2 separate regions of the Mus musculus genome follow, and region 1 is linked to region 2. The links are chromatin contacts, called in public promoter capture Hi-C maps. All regions are on one chromosome and are shown on one strand. The core of a region is the stretch at or near the end of the contact, and the rest is flanking DNA. Distances in the headings are between cores, read along the strand shown.

Evidence for each region. Promoter capture Hi-C pulls out the DNA fragments that hold promoters and counts their contacts.
Region 1: a promoter capture Hi-C map of liver shows a contact between it and region 2, with 8 times the contacts expected there. The contact joins the promoter of Grap2 here to the promoter of Cacng2 in region 2. A contact is called at or near these places in 2 of 39 promoter capture datasets (both in liver).

What each region holds. Positions count from the first base shown.
Region 1 is chr15:80,567,465-80,574,183 of GRCm38.p6, reverse strand. Grap2 (GRB2-related adaptor protein 2) reads right to left here and starts at 1,587. Exons shown (of 8, transcript NM_001289442.1): 1 at 1,443-1,587.
Region 2 is chr15:78,116,132-78,122,908 of GRCm38.p6, reverse strand. Cacng2 (calcium channel, voltage-dependent, gamma subunit 2) reads left to right here and starts at 3,629. Exons shown (of 4, transcript NM_007583.2): 1 at 3,629-4,228. The coding sequence starts at 4,018. A730060N03Rik (a long non-coding RNA gene) reads right to left here and starts at 4,114. Exons shown (of 2, transcript XR_875456.2): 1 at 2,489-4,114.

The sequences.
Region 1 (6,719 bases), core at 338-2,837, 2.5 Mb before region 2:
GGCCTGAGACGTGGAAGCTATTGTTAGAAGCAAAGGCATTTCTTTATATTGAATTGATCGATCACCTCCTTCCCCTCAGCTTCAGTAAAGCCATTTTTAAAAGATGAAAGCTATTACAATTTAGGGAGAATAAGATTACAGTTTACTATGTGGGAGACTCTCTGGGGTTGAGTTTAATAGGGTAGTTTTCTTCAGTGATGTGGGGCTGCCTCCTTTTACAGAAAACCAGAACACAAACACAAAAAAATTCTTAAAAAGGGAATAAGTTAGAAGTTTTTTAAAAACTTGGCATCGAAATATACTACTTGCAGGAGGATCTCTGTGAGTTCGAGGCCAGCCTATGCTACACAGACAGGGCAGACAGGGCTACACAGAGAAACCCTGCCTTGGTGGGGGGGTGGGGGGGGGGAGAGGGAGACACTACTTAATAGTGGCTGCTTCTTTCAAGAGGGCCTCTCTAAAATTATACTATGAATATCAAGCTTTGTAGGCCATGTTGATTCACTAAAAGAGACCAGGTTAAACTAAACGTTCTTTCTGAAATCAAAAATGAAGAAGAAAAAAAAAGGGACCCTATAACAAATTAGCAGTTTATAATAAATGGACCCATATGCAAGGCTCTTCCACTGAAGTTTCTCACCCTCCAACAATGTGTGCTCATCACTGCCTTATCCCTGCGGTGGTTTGGAGACCAAGTAGCCCCCCTTAGTCTATCTCTGGATGAGTACTTCTAATGATATACAAAGTGTTCCATATGCCTTATTAACAAGGCTGCACTTGAGGTTAAGTGGATGCAGTCATGGTTAAGTCAGTGAAAACCTGGTCTTTGCATTCCTTTCTCAGGTTCTGAAACAGATGGGGACAAGAGCAGAAACCAGAGATGGTCTTTAAAGATGCCACACAACTATTAATAAAGAGACAAAGATAGACAACACCCTCTCCTCATGTCTTCCCACGGGAAGTTTTCTCTTATTAAAGGAACTCAGACCAGTGTTCTTCGTAAAGAGAGCAAATGCCGCCAGAACTAGCAGTTTGGAGTTGGTGAAAAAATTGAGCAAGTCCTCAGAGTCTGGGCTCAATTCCCTACCACCTGCCACTCCCCGACTTCACTATTGAAGGGGGATTTTTTTTTCCCCCTCTGGGACCTCAACATCCAAGGTCTTTCCCAGAGATCGCTCTGAAGCCAGTTAGTAGAACTGCCGTTTTTTCCCCCATGGGCCCAGTAAAGACCAAGTTTTCTCTAGTTCGTTTGACAGAAGTTGAATCCAATCCCTACTAACGTAAGCCAACTAGATAAGAAGCCTAGGCTGATGGCTGAAGTATTGCCAGCAAAGTTCAGAAAACCAGTAGGACTAGCTTTCATTAGATTTGGCTTACAGAGAACAGAATCTTAAAAGCGCTCAAGGTTTCCAGAGGGCGTGCACCCACGACGCATGACTTACCTTTGGGACGCGAAGAGGTTGAGTTGAGCGTGTATCTCGGCTTTGACAACGAGTTATTAGAATTGCCTTTTGCCAGTGGGAAGATGCATTCAAATGTCAAGTTTACCGCGCCGCCTCAGCCTACAGGTCTGCCTTGTGCTGGTTTCTGAGCACCACACTGAAGCAGGTCGCAAGCCCCAGATCCATCAATACAGCTTCCTCCTCCCTGCCCCTTGCCCTCCTCCAAGCTCCCCCCCAGCCAGTCTGCAGGCAAACCACACAGGAACTAGCAGACACCCTGCTGCGCAGAGCTGGGCGTGAGCCTCAGATTATGTGGTTTTGTTTTCTAGCTGCTAGAGTTGAACCAAAACGCAGGAGGTTCACCGAAACATGCCTGCTCCTATTCGTTTCAGTTTTAACAAAACCCGCCTGCCCCCAACGCTCACATACACATACGAAAACTTCTGAAAACACGCCTGCCCCCAACGCTCACATTCACACAAGAAAACTTCTGAGTTTGGATATGATCCGGTAACAAGCTGCTGCTGGCCTCAAGGAAAAAGCCTGTTTTCACATCATTCCATCCGGAGAAATGCAAAGGCCACTGGGAAAAAGTTAAAGTCTTCCCTGGTCAATCATGATGTTAAAATCTCAGAGAAACCGCTTGCTAAGTGTAGCCAACCCATTTACATAACTCTTAGCTTGTGATACAAATCTTGACCCAAGAGAGAAGGAAGAAAACAGTGGGAGGCTCTCTAAGCCAGGAGTTCTGTTAGTGACACAGACACACGACACAGACACACACTATGGGGGTTAACTAGCCGATAAGCCAGGGGTTCTAAGTCCAGGCTTGCTATGGTCAAGAGTGCAGATCTTTCCTTGGACCCGTGGGACTTCACGTTCTCTTGAGCAAGCTGGACCCAAGGCTCTCTGACAATTTAAGAATCATCATCTCCCTCAACTTCCCCAGTTCTCACCTCCATATTTCTAACTCTCCCTGCCCCCACACCACCTGCAGCCCGTTGAAGTCTCTCTTCCTTTCTCTTTGTTCTTGTATCTCTTGCACAAAAAGGAGACGCATTTCAACTGGCTAAGCAAGGCCTTTAGAGTTTGGAGGCTGGATCCAAGGAGAAGAGGGACATTTCGGGATACCTCCGGCATGAATCTCTGCATAGTTTTTTCCCCATTTGATTCAATTTGAAGTTCTAAGAGTATAACTTAGACTTCATTCCTGACTTCTGAGGCGGTATCTCATTGCTTCTTTAAATGATAAACTTTACTAAAAAGTTATTTTATTTTAGTTTTTGGTTTGCAAGATAGAGTTTCCCGGAACTTGCTCTGTAGACCAGGCTGGCCTCAAACTCAGAGATGTACCTGCACTACCTCTGAGTGCTGAGATTAAAGGAGTGTACTACCACCACTGGGCTTGAAGATTTATATTTTAAAAACCCTTTTCTCATTATAATCTCTCACTTTTTTTTTGAGACATGTTTTCTTCTGTGCTGTAGCCCAGGCTATGCCTAGAACTCTTTGACTTCCAGCTGCAGCCTCAAGATTTGGGTCCAGCCAGCCCCAATGCTGGGCTATAGATGTGTACTACCATGCCTGCCTGATTATGCATTTTAATTGAAACAGGGAAGAAGGAGCCTGGTATAGAACTGGCACATTACTTTGGTCATAGTAGGTGCTCAGTAAATATTCATCAAATGGGCTAGAAGAAGTAATTTGCATCCTTAGTAATGGGAATGCAATGCCCATGGAGACCAGAAGAGTGCTAGGTCTCCTGAAACCGGGGTAACAGACCACAGTGAGCTGCTCAACGTGAGTCTTTACTGGGTCATTTCTCCAGCTTCTTTTCTTATTAATAAAAGTCTGAGGCCTGGAGAGATGGCTCGGCCGGCTCAGCACTGACTGTTCTACCGAAGGTCCTGAGTTCGATTCCCAGCAACCACATGGTGGCTCACAACCATCTGTAACGGGATCCGATGCCCTCTTTTGGTGTGTCTGAAGACAGCTACAGTGTACTCATACAAATAAGAGTAAACAACTCTTTTTTTTTTTTTTAAAAAAAGACAACTTTAAAAGAAAATTCTGTACAATTTTCTTAAAGCTAAGTTGCTTGTGAACAGGATAGCCACTGTTTTCACATTACAGAGCACTTTAAAGATAACACATCACACTAACACTGGCTTCAGGGTCCCACCTTTGTGATCTAAGTACCTTCTAGGGTCCCATCATTACATGAAACAGCTCCACTGCCAAGTTCCAAGGCTCCAAGAGCCCCTGGTCAGTATCTTTCTCAGTGGCAGTTCCCCAAGTCAGTGACATGGAATGGTTGGTTAACCAGGACCCCCTCAGCTTGCAAGGCTGGGGTGTGGGCAGGAAGGGGAACTGGCGAACAGTTCTATCCAGAGCCCCTTAGAAGGGTTTCAGCAGGTACCCTAATATGGAACCCCTCCACTTCCAAGTAAAGAGCAGAGTGCTGACTGGCTGGCAGGAATGACAGGCAGCACAGGCCACCTCAGTACTTTACCTCACATCAGCTCTGTGACTGAAGGAGGACAAAGCACATCGGAACGAAGCAAGACCCCAGTGTGAGGACATCTGCATTTCAGCCTTTGCTGTCAGAAGACACTTAGAAAAAAATAGCAAGTAATTGGGAGGATTCAGGACGTGTGAAATCCCACTTATCCGCAATAGAGAAAATTTCTTTAAAAACCACACTTGCTTAAAAAAAAAAAAAAAAAAGAAAAGATCCAGCAATTCCTTTTGAAGGGTCATCATTCATAACAGAGCTTCTTATGTGCAACCGTGCTTAATTACATTTTAGAGTAAAATATATACTTCTGATTCAATAGAGAGCATTCAGGTGTTCGGTCACTCAACGGAGTTCAGACGCTTTCTCTATGCTTGGCTCTAGGGGCGGGCTAGGACATGACACACAGCCTCTACCTCGCTGAACCCTACATTCAGGTAAAGGGAGAAACAAAGCCACAAATCGAGGAAGTGAGCCTCGTGGATATCTGGGGTAGGAAGGACTCACAGCTATAAAGACTTAGGATGAGGCCGAGGAGCGGGTTCAGAGGTCAACGAGGGCAGAGCATCAGGCGGAGCCTTGTCTGCTGTGGCAAAGCCTTGAGACTTTATGCTGAGAGAGCTGGGAGCCAGTGGGAAACTGAGTCTAGACTCATGTGAGTTGGCTTGAGGTTTAAATTTCACGAAGGCCCTCAATGACTGTTGTGTAAGCTTGTCCTCTGAGCATAACGGCCATCAACCATCTGAAACAGCACCTGTGGTCACACGCACTCACGTGTACATACAGTTCTCAAAACCTGGCTTCCTGGCGTTTCTTCATAGCACTCCTGAGGGGCAGGGGATGGCCCTTAGGCTGAGATTCCAGTCATTCCTTCCTGCACCTTTCCTGCCCTCCAGCTGGAGGTAACTTCGTGTTAGCAGCAAGTGGACTCTGTATACAGAGAGTGATCATGAAGTTTAGCCAATCCTAATACTCAGGAGCCCGAGGCAGAAATACTGACATGAGTTCAAGCCCAGCCTAAGCTATATCATAAGTTCTAGATCAGCCTGGGTTATAGTGTGAGACCTTTGAGGCAGGCAGGTTTCTGTCAGTTCAAGACCAGCTTGGTTAACATTGTTGTGTCAGCTACTGGACTTAGCATGGATAACCCAGTTACTTGATAGCCATCTTGTATCTCCAGAGGAATCTGATAATTATGACGTAGTGTAAAAGTCAAGCATCCAGAAGGACTGTCAGGCTCATAGCCTGAGAGAATGGGGCAAGGTAGTGTCACTGAGACAGGAGACACTGTGAGGGAGCCTCAGTGGAGGAAAGGATGAGAGTCTGGACACACTGATTTAGAAATGTTAGTGAGGCATCCTTACAGGGAGCTCAGAGCCCTTAACAGACAAGAGTAAAGGTCAAGTGAGACCAAGGCTGCCAAGGAGACCTTAAGAGTTGTGGGTGTAGGGGGTGGTGGGTGTGTCAGAGATGGAAGACTGAACACTTACCTCCCCGGGCATGAAGCTAGATAGAGAAGGTAACCCTTTGGAGGAGGGACACCTCCAAATGGGAGAGCTAGTAGCAGTGGGCTTACTGGGGTCAGAGGAATCCTGAAAGCTAAGCAGAAGTCCATTGACTTAAGAAACTCCCAGTTCAGAAAATTAAAACAAGAAACCAACAAAACAAAACAAAACAAAACAACAATAATCGCCCCCCATGCAACTCATTATCAAAGAATGAAATTTGTACTGGTGTGTGTGTGTGTGTGGGGTGACTACAGTATTGCAACTAGGTTGTGATCCCCAAATGGAGGGGAGTAGTTAAAAAGGCTCCCCTTACCTAATATCACATTAGGGGAGTTAATTTCACCAGCGTGCCCCCCCCCACTCTTCTGTGACTGGCCTCTCCACCTCACGGGGGCTGCAGTCTTTGGCTGTGCCTCACCTATTTCCAAGGGTCTCACCAGTCACTTTCTGTGTGCCAACCCCCTCGAGGCTTCAGAGTTGGCTGCAAACCTTCTCTCCATTCCATTTCTCACCACTAACCTGTCCCCCAGGGGTCTTCACCTCGCAGGCTCCTCATACTAAAAAAAAACCCCAAAAAACCGTCCAAACCAGAATTTATCTCTTTTTGCTGCTAACCCATCTCAGATCATCATCTGCCTAATCTTGATGAGCAACAGACATTTACTGTCACCCCAGAAAGAAACTGGAGAATCACTAGAGTCTCCTCCTTTTCTCTCATTCCCACAGGATTTGGAGTCAAGCCCAGAAACTTTAGCTTCAGCACAATTGGAATGTAACACACACCAGGCCCCTTACAGCCAATCTCCTTTAGATGGAGGAAGCACGCTCAGACTTCAGTGGATGCTTGTCACGCCAGTGCACCACGCCCTTTATGAACTATGGTTTTTTCCTGCATATGCATAGCAATGTGTCAATGATATTGTTTAACTTACACATTAGGCATAGTAAGAGATGGCTAACGAGGAGGGACAGCCATAATATACTTCAATAAACTTCAGTAACGGAGTCTAGGCACTCGAGACAGGCAGGAGGTTCTCCATAAGTTCGAGACCAGTCTGGTGGTGTACACAGCGAGTTCCAGGGCAGCCTGAGTTACATAGTAAGAGTGACTCAAAAAGCAAAGCAAAACAAGGGGCTGGAGAGACACCTCAGCAGTTAGGTGCCTTTGCTGTTCTTGCAGAGGAGCTAAGCTTGGTTCCCAGCCCACATGGTGGCTCCCAAGCATCTAGAACTCCAGTTACAAGGGATTCCATC
Region 2 (6,777 bases), core at 2,380-4,879:
CTGGTACCATAGCTATTAACGCACAACATGGGTGACCACAGCCTGGGCTTGAGCCCCTGGTTCTTGACAAATGAAAGGACAAGTTTCCACAGGGGTTAAGTAACTGTCCAAGGTCAAACGGCGAGGAAATGGCAGCCCTGTGCTTCAAGGCCAGGTCTGCTGTGCCCAAATCCCATGTTATTTCCACTCCATCAAAGAGGCGGCTCAAAATAGGCCTGTGGCATTTCAGCTAATTTCCTCTAAGCCCTTCCCAAGTAACAAACTGTAGTCACACAAAGCCGCTCCCTAGACATCTATTCAGCAGCCACTAAGCACAGGTGCCTGCAAATAGACCCTGTGCAGGGCCAGCTCTCCCGCGTGGCCTTTTTGCCTACAGAAGGACCCTGTGACATATAAGTCACTTGGAAAGAGTGAGGACTGTGAGACAGGAAGTGTCCCAAAGATGAAGCCAGAGAGCATTCCGGGTGTTAAATGGGATAAAGAATGGGAGTCAACCATCTTGCTGCATGCCAGGCTCCTTGCCCTTCTTCTGCCACAGGAAGCCCACAAAGTGCTCAGGCATTATTCACCAAGAGTCTGCTACAATCTAGAACGTCCTTGGGTCCTAACATCATAACATTGAGCGTGGCTCAGATCTTGCTATCAAGGGGTTATGAGGCAATGAGGGGGCTATAGCACAATTAAGTGTGATCAATGCGGTGAATTCATAGCAATATGGCAAACAGTGAAGATCAGGGGTAGCTGGGAAGCTCTACAAGGAGTGGACAAGTGCTCAGGGACCCATTTTTCAGACACTGAAACTGAGTCTTCAGGAAGCCAACTTGGATAGAGTATGGCAATTGTCCAAGTACCAAGTGAAGCTGTGTCCCCGGGCTTATTCTCTCTGCAGTAGTCTCTGCTGTCTCTATGCTGGCTATAGAGACAGATTCCCCTCCCCACCCCCACCCCTGTTGTTTTCCCGGTGACGACGTGGCCAGAAGATGAATCAAAGTCTGTGAATGCTACAGCCGCTGTCAGCAGTTCCGAGGTTAGCAGAGTCTGAGGACAAACGGAGGCTTCTGAGGTTCTGGAATGGGTGGGTGCTTTCTGAGCAGAAGGCCCAGGGGTTGATGTGAAGAGGGAAGGGATGAGAAAAAGTGTTTTGCTCCACTATGCATGGGAAGGTCAAAAGCAGCCAAGGTGACAGGCATCACCTCTTAGACACATATGAGACACCCAAGTGTCTCTCCAACCTGCCCTGCTCAAAAGACCTGGGAAATCTCAGAAGCTTTGGTATCTGCCCCTCACATCTTCCTTTAAGGATAGCAGTCCAACAGAAACACCCACGGAAGCCACTACTAAAGTGCACCAGGGATGAGCAGACCATCCACCCCCACCCCTCTCCTCCCCTGCTGCTTTCCTCCCACGAAGGAATCCAAGGCCCAAGAACCTCTTCCATGCAAGCCAGCTCCAGCCTCCACTAAAATCCCTTAGCACAGACTGCAGACGTCTGGGTGCCCTTCTCTAGATGCTGGAACTAGAAAGACAGCTCTCAATCCTTAGGAGGGTCCTTCCAGTCTGAGGAGGGAGAGGAGATTGGGAGAAAAGGAAGTTTTATGCAGGGTAGAGAAACAGGTAGTTTCTACCTGTGACTGCGCAGATGAAAGGAAGAGGTTAGGCTCTGGAATTTACACCCAAGGAACTATTTCTACCTCAGCCATCTTCTGCGTGCACCCGTAATCTCTGGATCACTGAGAAACTATCATGCAGGTCATCTCAAGGCACAATGAGGGGTGGCATTACTAAATTATGAAATCAAATCCTCACTCTACACCCTTCAACTGACCCAATGGATTCACAGCTTTCTCTAGCCCCTCCCCCAAAGGAAAAAAATGTAACCTAGAGTCTCCTATGGTCTCCTTTTACTTAGTCACAAAACTGATCTGAGATAACATGGCATCCACAGCAGTGAGCATCATCTACGTGCTTCGATTTCCAGGGTCACATTAAGGGAAAGTTGCACACACAGTCTGGAGAGGTGACACAGGAAACAACCCAGGCTCGCCGTTCTGCTGAGCAAGAGAGGGCTCCTGCCTTTCCCTGCTCATAGTAGAGAGGTTTAAAAAAAAAATCAATCTCATTTATGAATGACAAGGGAAACTTGGAAAGATCCACAACTCACTTTTCCTGAAAACATTTTTACCTTTGAGATGAGTATCATGTCCCGAACCCCAGTTACCAGCCACCCTTTTCTCATCCTTTCACAAGAATCATCTTCCCAAAATGTCTACTTGTAGAAGCAAGATGTAGAATTTCACAGAAAAACTACAGAGAGTCACAGAGAAAGCTATACACAACCCCTGTTAGCCAGAAAGAAAGATCAAGAGGAAATAAGGCAGGAGATGCGTCTATCCAGACAGTAAAATAAAACAACCTCCCCTCCCCAGAAAGTGTGGAACCCATGAATAGGGGAGGAAGAACAACACATAGAAACTATGTTTGTAATTACCCATCCAGGATCTCTTCCAGGAGAAGCAGCTGATTGAAGTTTTGTGGGAATCTGACTGTGATGGGAGGACTGTATTTGAAGCTCTGGGCACGTAGAGATGGAATGAGAAGGAGGCTGAACTGGAAGAAACACCAAGGGGGGAGGGAAGAGGAGAGAGAGAGAGAGAGAGAGAGAGAGAGAGAGAGAGAGAGAGAGAGATCGCCAGCTACGCCTTCCTCCCAGCTCCAGGAGGCCCCGGCCAGCGCTCATTCCGGAACTGTGGAACAGGAGTCCGGGAGGCCAGGCAGCCCTGCGCTTGGCCCTGGCCTGGCCCGTCCGCGGACGACAGAGGCCCCGTGGCCAGGGCCCCACTCCTGGCCGGCTACAGAGCGCAGGGAGCGCACAGAGTGGGGGAGTTGTCCAGTTCAGCACCACGGCGACGCAGTAGGTGGGCGCTCCTGCTCCGAGAGCTGTCCAGTCCAGCACCGCGGCGATGCTGTAGGTGAGAGCGCCCGGTCGTGGGGAGCTGTCCACTTCAGCACTACGGCGATGCAGTAAGTGGACGAGCCCGGCCGGGGTGAGCTGTCCGTTTCAGCACCACGGCGATGCTGTAGCTGGGAGCGCCTGGCCCGGGGCTGCGCGGCCGTGAGCGGGGGAGGCGGGCGGGCCTGCCTGCTGCAAGACGCCGGCTAGCGCGCCCCATCGCTCGCTCGCTCGCTGGCTTCCGAGGAGCTTTGCGGATCGGGGGAGGGAACCCCGCCTCGATTCTCCGGGAGAAACCCCCTCCCTCCCCCACTTCGCCGACACTACCCCCGCCGCCAACAACAATAACCGCGGCTGCTCGTCCTGCCGCCACCGCGCCCGCCAACCCTGCTGCCGCTGCCGCTGCCGCCGCCGCCGCCGTTACCGCCGCCGGGGCACAACCATGGGAGGCGAGACCCCCTCACCGGTGCAGCTGAGCTCGAGGGCTTGCAGAAGACTGGGCAGTCTCCTCTGAAACGGAGGCGCCTCGAGGACCCCCTCCCTCCCCAAGGAAGAGAACTGGCGAAGCCACGGATTTTCATGGCGCAGGCCGCAGAGCCGCGAACGAAGACCGAAGGTTGCTTCCCAGCTCTTCCAGTCTCTAACTGTCTAGGTCCGGACCATGAGAGATGGTGTTGAGAATTCGGCTGTACCCTGGCGCGCTGTGGAAGCCATCTCCAAATTAGCGATCACATATGGAAACTGGAGACCAGAATTTTAGGAAAAGAGATTAAGGCATCTCACTTGGGGGGGTGGGGGGGTGTCTTTTTATTTATTTTCCCTTTTTTTAAAAAAATCGCTGCAACTGGAACAGTTTTTTGATCTCAAAAGGCAAGCCTCTCTTCCCGTGTGATCTTTATAATTTACACACTTTTCCGTGAGCTTTCTTATCTCCCTTTTTTTATATCTCTCCATATTCTCTATTCACACATATATCCATTATATTAGTAGTGGAATTACCAATCGCACCCTCACACACACGCTCCTGAGAACCAGAAGTCGGTTGGGTGTTTATATAATGAAGAATTATGGGGCTGTTTGATCGAGGTGTTCAAATGCTTTTAACCACCGTTGGTGCTTTCGCTGCCTTCAGCTTGATGACCATCGCTGTGGGAACCGACTATTGGCTGTACTCCAGAGGGGTTTGCAAGACCAAAAGTGTCAGTGAGAATGAAACCAGCAAGAAGAACGAGGAAGTTATGACCCATTCCGGATTATGGAGAACCTGCTGCCTCGAAGGTATTTGATTTCCAACCTCCTCCCCCTTCCCACGCCGCCCCTCCCCTCCACACCCCCCCCCCCGCCTCCAAATAAGTCCCCTCCACATTCCACCATTTTCCCACTTCACTCCCTCCGCCGCTGCCGCTGCAGATCAAGGTTGACTGGGTTAGTTTCAGAGGAAAGAAAATCAATAAGCAGAACCCACACTCTCTACTCTTTGGCTTCCACCCCGTCCTCCCAAACCTCCTCATTGGAATGATCTATGGTATGGTGAAAACAGGAAATTGTCTGTAGAGTTCAGATGTGCTCTGGATGCTTTGGAGTCCTTAGGGTTTGCCTTTGGGTCTGGCTTTGCCACCTATGAGGAGGGAAAAATAATTGCTTCCCTGTGTGCTGCTCAGCCTTTTGCAATGAAGGATTCAGAAAAAAATGCTCTTCCTCTTCTCTCGCTCCTCAAAAGTTACAGGCCCAGCACCATCTGCAAGTCTCCCTTTAAAAAAAGAAATCTGTTGTTTCTAAGAATCCTTATTTGGTAGATTCTAATTATTCTAGGAGCTCAAGCCGAGTTCAAGAGCATTTCGTAATGTCTACGAGCCCCGCGTACCATTCGAGGTGGCTGGCTGTGTGTATGTGTGTGTTTTTAACGTTTACGAAGTCTAAAATGCATGTGTCTCTCACAGGAAACAAGCCCAAGTTCTAATCAACAGCGGTCACTTGCGGGTTAGACCGAGCGCTGATTTGCTTCCACGCAGAGTGACATGTCTGTCACCCAGAAGCAAGTCGAGTCAGCACTGTGCAGGCAGGAGGCGAGGGCATGGAGAGGTTGAGGGGTGGAATGGGAAAAAATGGGGTGGGGGTGTCAGCTGTTGGTCTTGATCTTGCAGAGTCATTGGGGCATGTGCGCCGCATGTGCTGTGGGCTGAGGGGCTCCCACAATGTAAAGGCCAGGACACTAGGACATGAGGAAGGCATGTGCTTTTGGGATACATTAATAAACACAAGAGGGGGGAACTCTGCAGGTCATACAAGCTGCATTTAGCCACAGACTTTAATATGAAGGAGTGAATTTGCATAGCTATATCTGTCTGTGTGCAAAAGCCACCTATAGGAAGACAGACAGAGAGACACATATGCCCCTGTATGGAAAGAGGCTTGTATGTGTTCCACTGATGTGAACCAAGCCTGGAGGCCCTTTGAGGTGGCATCGGGAAGTGAGCACTGCAGAACTGTTTGTTAAGCTCAACATGGGATGGTGCTGCAGGGAGTTGGGGCCAGCAGATGGGGGAGAGGGCAAAACTGATGTGATCCTGGGGGGTTGGGGGGTGTCTAACCTATACTAAGCCAAACACTGGTCTGGGAAAAGAGCTCCCATCACATGCCCCCTCCCGGTGTTCTTGGTGCAAACGGTTGAGTGATGGCTGAACATGTTTTGAATAGCTAAGTGACTTCATTGAGCGATGGTCTGTTTGACGCATACTGCATTTGATACCCTTTCTCAGTCCAAGCGCTGCCTTTAACATTCTGCAGAGGTGCTCTCTGCTGAACACTCCGTGCTCCTCCTCAGCCAGAGAGTCAATATCAGGAAATTAATAGGGACCGTTTTACACACACGCATTCTGCCTCTCTTAAAAAATGAAAAGCCTTTCATAGCGCCAGTCATTTTCAGTGAAAAGGCAGCTTCCATGTAATTAAACATTTATGGCAAGCTTTGATGCCGAAAGAGAAAGAAAGCAAAGGGAATGAGGGTTGCTTTGGGGACATGATCCTGGCAGCTGTTTGCATTCCTTGGATTTTGGTTAGAGGGATAAAAGATCTGCAGCCAAGAAAAATTAGAGAAAAATCTGTGTTTTTATTTTAGGGCAAATGTAGTCAGATATCAGTGACTTGGTATAAATATGCTTTCTAAATCGGGGATTTTTTTGTGTGTGTGACGGATCCTTAGTGTTGTGATCTTCTAAACATCTTGTAATTCGCAGTAGACACGACTGCGATGGCACTGGGTCACTTGTGCATCAAAAGGCTTAAGTATTTTCATTAGACGCCCATCTGTTCCAAGTCCGAAGCTACCCACCTCCTCTAACTTTCTCTCCGAGCTTTACTCTCTTCTGCCTCGATCAACTATAACGTGTTAGAATTGCAGCCGCCGCCCCCCCTCCCCCGCCTCCTAGGGTTGTGTGATGCTCACAGGAGCTGTGGGTTTGGCACTGTCCCCAGCGGCCACCCTGGGTGCCCAACCCAGGCACTTGCCTCCAGGCTGTGAGGGGAGGGCTAGATTAATAGTCTTTCCCACTAGGCTCAGACTGAAAGAGCTAATGAGCTCCAGGGCCCTGTCTGACCAGACCTTTCCATCTCTTACACCTTCCGCCTTGGGGTTCCGCAAACCTGGGACCACCTCACCTTGGCCACTTAGGAAGTGTCTGGTGCTGATTTTCTAACTGCATGCACTTCCTAAAACTAGAGTTTGGGGACTTATGTGAACTGGCATGCATGGGTCCTTATGGTATTGACAAGTTAGCATCTCTGAGTCTTCAGAACAGAGTCAGCTTCATCGAGGGCTGGGTGATTGG